2 separate regions of the Mus musculus genome follow, and region 1 is linked to region 2. A link is a contact called in public HiCAR-type data. All regions are on one chromosome and are shown on one strand. Each heading gives the region's core, a stretch centred on a gene start, on an enhancer-like site or on the middle of the called end of the contact. The rest is flanking DNA. Distances are from core to core; before and after follow the strand shown.

The links. HiCAR-type assays count read pairs that join an accessible place to other places.
Region 1: a contact with region 2 is called in a HiCAR-type map of embryonic stem cells, with 4 times the contacts expected there. The contact joins two enhancer-like sites. A contact is called at or near these places in 1 of 484 Hi-C or Micro-C datasets (embryonic stem cells), 6 of 115 datasets of contacts at active chromatin or transcription factors (all in embryonic stem cells) and 1 of 9 other capture datasets (embryonic stem cells).

The regions. Positions count from the first base shown.
Region 1 is chr12:65,592,627-65,597,427 of GRCm38.p6, forward strand. No RefSeq gene overlaps it. Among named protein-coding and RNA genes, the nearest start is that of Gm22782, 29 kb to the left of the region's middle. Within about 2 kb of position 1,770, at least 5 of the 459 cell types and tissues checked have an H3K27ac peak or open chromatin away from gene starts, as enhancers often do. A contact at or near this core is called in embryonic stem cells, where this site is marked.
Region 2 is chr12:65,427,176-65,432,019 of GRCm38.p6, forward strand. No RefSeq gene overlaps it. Among named protein-coding and RNA genes, the nearest start is that of Gm25599, 100 kb to the right of the region's middle. Within about 2 kb of position 1,261, at least 34 of the 459 cell types and tissues checked have an H3K27ac peak or open chromatin away from gene starts, as enhancers often do. A contact at or near this core is called in embryonic stem cells, where this site is marked.

The DNA of each region.
Region 1 (4,801 bases), core at 520-3,019, 170 kb after region 2:
ATCTGGAATTTACTCATAATCTGCCTGCAAAAGATTGAGGCAATTCCACTTTTCCAACTTGCCATTTGTAGTATGCATAGCTTATCTCATGGGCTAAATGCTGCTCCACTTCAACACCTGTTGCTGCCCTCGATGAATGTATCACAGTTCTGAGATTCCAGTATTCTGCAGTTTTGGCTACATCTGAGTCTGCATGTTTAGCCCGTCTTCAGAGTCTCTGATCCTGCTGTCCGTTACTAAGACTGAGCTCTTCTTCATGTCTTTTTCAGTACCTCAGTTTCATGCCTCCCAAATCAATACCACATTGGCTATTCTTACACATTACCAATTTTGGCTTCCTATTTGAAATACAGTCTCATTCCTAGCCCCCAGATCACATCTTTTGTGTGATTTCCCCTTATGATTTCACATCAGATAAATGAACTCTTATTAATCACAGATTGTTCTTCAACCCTCCTTGCGTAGCATCCATTTCCCAACCAGAGAAGCACAGATTTCATTTCTCCAGATTCCTTATCCAAATTATCACATGAAAAGCCCTAGCAGAGTCTTTACTTCTGTCTGAAAGTTTATGATCCTGACATCCTTTGTTGTCTTGCTCCCAGCATTATTTCTCAAGTTTTTAGAATAGTTTTTAGAATAGTGTTTAGAATGTTTTCCTGTGCAGATTTTAAACACTTGCACAATCTTCCCCTTTATCCTCGCTAACAGCATGATTAGATTGATCACAGAAACACCCAACTTCTCATATCAGTTTCCACTCCTGTGATGAATTGCCGAAGACCCTTTTTAGCACCTGTCTGCGTAGAATGGGTCTCTAGTTGCAGGTGGACAAGGAGTCGGCTGATGAATGACAAATAGAAGTGACACAAGAGATTGTGTAGAATCTGAATGTAATTTTTCAAGTCGAGCATCATACTTTTTATACAGAAGAGCAACAAGAAACCAGGTGGGATACATCTGTGAGTTACAGTGACACAATACAAAAGGAATGTATACACCAAAAGAAGGTGGGGATCAGGCCACTGCCACTAAGAAAGGAGTGGAGTAATGCTAGTCTATTGTTAAGCCCACCACCAGGGGTTCTAGTAAATGCCTGATGATGCTGTTTCTTTGGGCCTAGTGAAGAAACCTGTCTCAGGGGGATTCCCTAACTCTTTCATGGTAAACCCACCTATTCACTAGGCCATTGTGAATTCCCCTGTCTGGGAAAGACTGGCTATTGTCCCAAGAAAACACTCTGCAGACCAGCCCAGAGATAGTCCCGCTCTGTTCTTTGTCATGCCTAATTAGTTTCACCATCTCTTTTAGAACTAAATTTGAATGAATAGATAACCTTCTTACTGAATTCCTACTGAATTCCAAGTTTGTCGGCTTCAAGGATTTTCTGTGACGTTGGAACACTGGCGAAGGCTTAGCTATGTCAGAATTCAATCTTTAAAGGCACTTATAATAAAATAATCCTAAAAGAGAGCACGTGGATCCATACACCAGACTAATGCGGAAATAGGATATGAGTATACTGTTTATGAGAATGCCTGGTTCCAGGAGATTAAGTTTCCTTGAATTTCCCTGACTTGTGAGTGCTTCCAAGCCTCTTGGCCTGTCAAGCAGACTTCACTGGAGTGTGAATAGCAATGAATACCATAAACAAAAGAATCTGGTTAGGAAAAAGCTTGTTTACACTTAGCAGTTATAGTCCATCCTTGAGAGAAGTCAGAACAGGAACTCAAGTAGGGCATGAACTTGAAGCTTAATGGTTTGCCCCTAGGCTGACATTCTGTTTCTACCCCAGGCTCACCTTCCTAGAAATCGTATTGCATACAGTAATGTGGGCCCTCTTACCTTAGTTAGTTATCCAGAACACACCCTCATAGGCATTCTCATAGGCCAGTCTGATGGAGGCAATTTTTCAACTGAGGCTTCCTCTTCCTAGTTATGTCATGTTGACCACCAAGACTAGCCAATACAAAGACCAAATATTAAATCTTAGCTTTGTAACCATTAGCTTACATTTTAAACAAGAGTTTTGGCTTCTGTGTCTTGTTTCCTAGCTGATTTTTGTGTATTCTTCAGAGTAAGGGCACATTCTGGGATTCATCCTAGCAGTTGGTGAAGTATAAGACAATGAGAAGTTTTCTCCTAAATATCTTTGGCAGCCCTAGAGTATTTTAAGAGTATTTCATCTGCCTTGCAATCAGAAGACAGTAGAAATAAGAAGCTCTTATCAGAATTGCATATTTTATTAATGGAGTCAGTGTGACTGCCTTTTATGCTTTGTATTGTAAATTAGCCAGTCTTGCTCAAACATAAATGACAGATGAGGTTAAAAGGTTTGGAAAAAAAAACTGTTTACAAATTCAAATGATAAAACTACCCATTTCAAATCATCTTAAGGAATAGTAAATAATAGTTTATCAATAAAATCATTGAGATCAATAAAGTACATTTATTTATTTATTTATTTATTTATTTATTTATTTATTTATCTATTTGGTATTTTCTCTATTTACATTTCCAATGCTATCCCAAAAATCCCCCATACCCCCCCCTTCACTCCCCCCCCCACTACCACTTCTTGGCCCTGGTGTTCCCCTGTACTGGGGCAAATAAAGTTTGCAAGACCAAGGGGCCTCTCTTTCCAATGAATAGAGTTTTAGTAAGTATATATTGAATTTGGTCTTGGTATTTACAATACAAGTCACATTATTAAAGTGTCTTTATTAATTATAACAAATTCTTCATTCATCCATGTCACAAATACTTGGGTGCTTATAATGTATCTGACATCTGAATGAAGAAGACAGAATCATTTCTGTTTAAAGGAATAGTAAATTGAAGACCGCTCTCAATTACACAGTAAAGTTACAGTTAAAGCACAACATTCTTATAAACATTGTTGGTGTTTAGAGATGGGCTACTAAGTTTCCAATTGCCAAGTGAGTTAGTAGGATGTAGAGTGAAAACAGTATTTTAGAAGAGATTTAACCTGGAAAGTCTTAGGGTTTCTTCAATTACTTCTAACAAATTTCCTAACATATAATTCTATTACAAGCAACATTCAATAAATATATTCATATATTTTTCAAGGATAGTTCTCAAAAATCTATTACCTTTGAAGTACACAATGGAGCACTTAATATTCAAAGGAACAGTAAGTTGGAGACAGCGCTCAATAATTACACAGCAAAGTTACAGCTAAGTGCACAACATCCTGATAGATATTGCTATTGTTTAGAGATGGGCCACTAAGTTTCTAATTGCAAAGTGAGTTAGGAGGTTATAAAGTGAGTCGAATTCTTACAATAAGGCTAAGGCTTCTGGGCATTTTTTGTTGTTGTTGCTTTGGTTTCTGTTTATTGTTCTTTTTCATTATTTGCCTTTCTGTGTCTTGGGAATGATAGTTTTAGGAAGATCATTTGTTGCTTTGTAATTGAAAGACTTTTATTTAAGATGTTGGAGTTTATAGAGTGATGTTAGCCTTCTTTCATAAGAAAAGAGAGGAATCTAGTAGATTCCAGGCATGGAAAGATTCAAGATACACAGTTTTAGCTTAGGAACATATATTGACAATGTGACTCCTCCAAGAGCTTTTTTTCCGTTTTTTTTTTTTTTCTTAAGAAAAATTTATATACATTTTCTGAAAAGTTTGTAAACAAAAGGATGAGGAGAGCGTGAATCTACTGGCTAGAGTTTAAAGCTGTCATCTAGGTTGAATGAAAGGTGTGATGAGGAGTTTCCCAAGGTACCAAAGGCTTGATGCTTTCTACCTGCATAGCCACAACCAGAAGGAAGTATGGACAGGACCCACAATGCATTGGGAAGTCATTTAGGTTTGTGAACTCATGATATTCATGGTCTTGAGGAATTTTATATCTTGTCTCATAAGTACAAATTAATTTTATTAACTATAACTATATTTATTTTGATCCAGTATAAACATCTAGAGCAAGAGAAGGAATTTCAAGTTGGGTAGTATTTGATGTGAAATTTTCCTACTTAATAAGATTTGTTTTTATTATTTGTTTATGTACTTGTGTGCCTGTAAGGTGTGTGTGTGTGTGTGTGTGTGTGTGTGTGTGTGTGTGTGTGTCTGTCCATGTGTGTCTGTGCCCATAGGGGGTTTGGATCTCTTGGAACTAGAGATGGTGGTTAGCTGCCTGACTTGGATTCTGGGAGCTGAACTTTGTCTTCAGCAAGAGCAGTTCACACTCCTAGTGACAGAGTCATCTTTTCCATCTCTGAACTTTTTCCTTGTTTAACATTTTATATTTCAGAAACAAATTATAGCCGTAAGTTATCTTACAATTTTTCTTTCAAAAATAATATACATAAAAATATAACATTCAGAGAAAAAAATGACTGTTTATAGCATATATTTTATAATAGCTTTTTAATTTACAGGATGATTGAGAAACACAGTATTGGTCTGTACAGTATAAATGGAAAGTGTTTTCTGGTTGACAGGTTGTTTACTGTAGCCAGAACTGTATAAATAAAATGAAGTAAAGCTTTTAGTCTATATTTACATAATTAATATACTTTTTTCTGATAAATTTAAGAAAATCTTGGCAATTCATTGTACATATTTAACTTATGAAATGCTCATTTTTTGAGGTCTGAAGGGGAAATTCTCTGAAAACTGCAATGCTAAGTGACAAAATTTTGCAAAGATTGTGTGACATTTACTAAGAAAAGTTAAATCTAGAGCAGAAGTTGAGGAGAATAGCTGTCAGTGGGCAGGGTTATAAAAAGACTGGGGAGTGTTTTAGAGGACAAAGCCTTTGTCCCTCCTCTCTGA
Region 2 (4,844 bases), core at 11-2,510:
ATACTGTTATCAAGTATTTTGTAAGTGTGAATATTTTTAGTAGCATTGGGACCATTTAAAAAAAAGGGTGGGGGCTCCCACCTCACTCTGTTTTTAAAGTATTAATGATTTTTCAAGAGGTGAAGTCAGGGGCTGGAGAGATGTGTTAGTAGTTAAGAGGGTTGGCTGCTTTTCCAGAGGAATGAAGAACCCTGGTACTGCACAAAGAGGCACACAAGCAATGTGAGAGCAGCTCAGCAAGGCAACTTCTTTTTCCAAAACGGTGCATCAAGACCTAAACCCCGCTAGCCAGCACATGCAGACGGGTCATAAGCTTAGTTTTTATTCTAAAGCAAATGATAACTGTGTTAGGCCCTTTTGACTGGGGTCTGACATCACTGTCTTGTGAGACTGGCTTGTTTTAAAAGAATTAGTGCAAAGGAAATCAAGGAACGTGGAAAGGGCCCAACTACATAAGTCTTCAGTCATCTGAGTTCTGAGAATGCAGCGGGGCCTTCTGTGAAAACAAAAGTTTTAGTGTTTGACAGAAAGGAATATTTTATGTGTCTTACAGTGTCGATCTAGACTCCTAATAACGTTGATAATGTGCTATGGAAACTGAAGAAAAAAAAATGTGAACAGGAGGAAGCAAAGAAAGAAACATTGGATGACATCGTTAGACATTGCTCTTAAGGAAATTTGTCACTGGATTTGAACCTGGCATGTCACTGGAGAACTGTTAACAAAGAAACACAATACATTACACTTGAGAGTTTGGGTATATGTCTTAAAAATTGTGTAAAAATTGAAATTGTTTATGCCTGGTCTTTGCCCAGTAAACCTCATTTTCATACATGCTCCCCCCCACCCCCTTTTATAATTCAGTTGTGGATAATAATCCTAATTTGTTCAGAACAGCAGAAAGAAAAGCTGACAAAAAAATGGTACCAAATCTCTTTCTAGACTTGCAAATGGCTGAAAATGAGAAAAAGTCGAATGCCCTCTTGTCCTGGCTTTGGCTGAAGCGGAGCTCATCTTTATGCTCTGAGCTTTAGCTTCTGGTCCATCAGTATCTGCATGAGAATCAAAGACGGCTTTCATAACTCCACCCCTTACGTCCAAAGGGCGTTGTTCCCCTGCATCTAACTGGTCGAATGTTGCCAAGTCCAATACTTGGGTGGGATTCAGACCATTTGAAAGTAATTAGAGCGGTGAACACCGGAGCCCTTCAACTCCCTTTGCAGAGCACGACTTTCACCCCAATGAAGACTGAACATAAAGGACAATTGTGCTTCATCCTAACGTATGAATGGAACCAGGAAGTCACCCCTTTGCTCCTGTCCACAAGCACTTCAGAGGTCACAGGATCAGAAATCAGTCAGGAAGTCTTTTCAACTCTGCAGGCCTGTGGTTAATTACACACATCAAGATTGACAGTGAAGCAGGCTGAAAAACTCACTGTTTTTGCATCAAAGGCGGCTGAGTGAACTCTTAGAAAGAGCGCTTTACAACAGGAACAATTTTTGGTGCATATGTGAGAGAGTTAACAACTGTACGGCTAAGTCGTGGTGCAGTTCGATTCTGTAAGTGTTGGTTCTCCCCCTTTCCAGATTCTACAGCTTCAGTAGCGTAACCCTTGCAGCGTTCCCCGCCCCCGCAACCTTCCCCACCCCCACCTCGGCCGTTGCCATCTTGCTCTGCTGGCCTGACTCATGAAACTGCTTTAGCCGATTCTCAAGAAGCTTATTGATCTGCTCGGAGTAATCTGCTGGAGCATCGCAGCGTCTATCTGTTCTACCATCTTTCCTCCAATATGTCTTTGCTCCATTTTCCCCGAGGCTTCTCGTGCCCAGAAAGTTCACTGTGAAAATGACCTTCAATAAATCCACTTCAGCATTTTTTTTTTCCATCAGTCCACAGAAGTCGACTCTTTGCAGCTTTGAAAATCAGAGTTGACTCATCCTTCAGGTTGCAAGCATTTTAAAGCATGGTCACCTTACCTTGCTCTCCTATTTATATCACTATGGTTTAAAAAAAATATTTCTCACTTTGGGCCAGTGAGATGGTTCAGTGGGTAAAGTTGCTTGCCGTGTAAGCCTGTTGACCTGAGTCTGATTTCCCGATTCTGCAGTATTGTCTTCTGCCGTCCATATTTGCATTATAGCACATGCATACTCATATACGTACACACACACACACACACACACACACACACACACACACACAAAATTTTAACTTTTTCTACCTTTTAAAAAATTACATTTTCTTAAAAGTAAGAATAACATAGGTTATAATGATTTTAACTCCAACTTTCCAGTTTCCTTGTGCTGCATGTGTAGACTACAATTCCCTTTTACCAAGGTCATGTCAAAGTCAATACGCAGAAACTCCACCTAAAGTACTCTTATTATGGTTATCTAATTATGCTGACAGTTTTTGCTTTTTAAAGTTTAATGAAGGATAAGTCTTTTATCTTCCCAATAGTCATTAAAACCAAATTACAATGAATCTTTTGGAAAGTTTTCACCACTTTTGACATTTTGACGCTATTTTAAAATAAGGCTAGAGCAATGACATAAGGAATCTTTTTTTTCAGGGTTCCTTAAATTAATTTTTAAAATTAGAAAACATTCTACACAAGAAAGCATCATGTTCTGTGCACTGCTCTGAAGAGATGCCAAGGACGCATGGATTATCATCGCTCTTCTCTCTGTCCCTCCCTCCCAAATGCTTACAGTGACCACAAAGCAAAGTGTTCACAGCAGTAACATGGGAAAAATGTAAATCTATAAATAATGAACAAGAATTAAAATTGATAGACTTTTCTGCTGCTTTAACTCTATTTTATTTTATTTTTTGGAATGCACCCTTCCCCATGCACTCTGTAAGAATTAAAACAGTGTAAGAGATGAGCAGTTAAGGTTTCACTACACCTATAGGCAGAACCTCTATGACTAAAGGAAGTGTCCTTTTCAAACAGAAGCAGAGCTAGATTTGCAAGTGCCAGACCTTAGATTGTCCTTTTCTATTTCAGCACTCTAACCACAAGGTCATTTTGTAGCAAGTGGTGGTACGCTGATGTAATATGGGGCCTCTAGGCTAAGGCTGGAAGATCACAAATTCAAGACATGCTTGAGAAACATACAGAGAGCTTGACTTAAAATTACAGTAAAGAAGGGCTGTGGATATGGCTCAATGGTACTTAGGAGGCAAAGGCAGGCAGATAGCACAGTTTGAGGCCCGCCTGGTCTACATAAGGAGTTCTAAGACAGCTAAGGATACTGAGATACTATATACATATACATAGAGAGATACAACAATAGAAAGGAGGAAATTAGTTTAAGGCAACTGATGTCAACCTGTAGCTACCATATACATGACCATACATTTATGTGACACACACACAGACACACACACTTAGACAGACAGACAGACACAATTAAAAGAATAAAAAGGAAAACCTTCCCAGAATACTTTTCCATACTAATCTGTTTTCTTGTCCTTTCTTCCTATAATGGTCTTCCTATAATGGTAACAATACAATCTTTGGATTATTTGAAATGTTTCTAACTTCACTCTTACACATTTGTCTATCTGGCAATTTTCTTTGCTAAGAATACATGCAGTAAAATCTTTGATCCTAATAGATTACTGTATGAGCTATAATTTCCTGAATAGTAATAATCATATCCAAAGCTCTGTGATTCACAGGCACTTGTCATTCTGGTGGTCTCCATGAAAATATAGCATTTTTAAGTCTTACTCTCAATGAAACTAAGCATACCATCATGATGGTTTCTGAGTCTTAGTCTTCTGGAGTAAGCTATCACATCTCCTTTAGGTGATGGCAGCAGAGGGAGAAGATTCTGAGCTATTACAACCAAGAGGGGGATGATGTGGTCCAGAAGAAGAATCATATTGTCGTAGTTTCTTCCAGATGGATATATGAGGTGGTCACCCTGACATGAAGCATTTGGTCAAGATTACCTCCTTTCTTCATGGGAAATAAGACAGAATATCCTGTTGTAATAACTATTTAGTCTCAGTTGGGGTTTTCTACCCCACCTTTGACCATTCAGTTCCCAGATAAAAACACACAACTTTTATATTTATAATAAGCCTTTAAAGCACTAAAGCTGGGTAGATATCTACCCTATATGTTATCATGTCTACATCCCTATCAATAACCCAGAGTTATAGCTTGCAATGTTCCATCTGGGATGCTCTTGAATTCTAATTGGTTAGCCCTCATGGCCATGTTTAGAGGATTCCTACCTCATGTCATCTTGTCTTTTTTCCATCTTCTTCCTTCTCGTTCACATGGTCTCCTGCCTCCAACCCCAAGCCCAGGAATAAAGAACTTCACTTTATCTCTCTTCTGCCCAGCTATAGGCTGTAGGCATCTTTTATTCACCAATCAGGGATTACTTGGAGGGCAAGGTTACATAGCATCACTTGGTCTAGGTGCCGATTCTATTGTCCTTGGGGGCAACCAGACCTTGGGAGCCAGGATTTTAGCATTGCAACACATAGCAAAAGAACAAACCTCAACAGTATCCACTGAGATAGCAAGCATCACTGTAAAGCCACCATAGCAACAATATACACTGTAACTGCTAGGACCATGAGACTGAGCTTGTCTTTTGATGAGAGATTCAGATAAAGATCACAGACAACCTTTATACATGCTATAAGCCTATGAGCTTGCCTCTCACAAAAATGAATCAGACAGTGGGACATGGACAACATTCTTCGTTGTCTAAGTGGCCTTGATTTTGAGCAACTTTGACCCTAGTAATTTCTTTTTTTTTTTCCTAAAGTTTTTTTTTTTTTTTTTTTTTTAGTTCTTTCAAGACAGGGTTTCT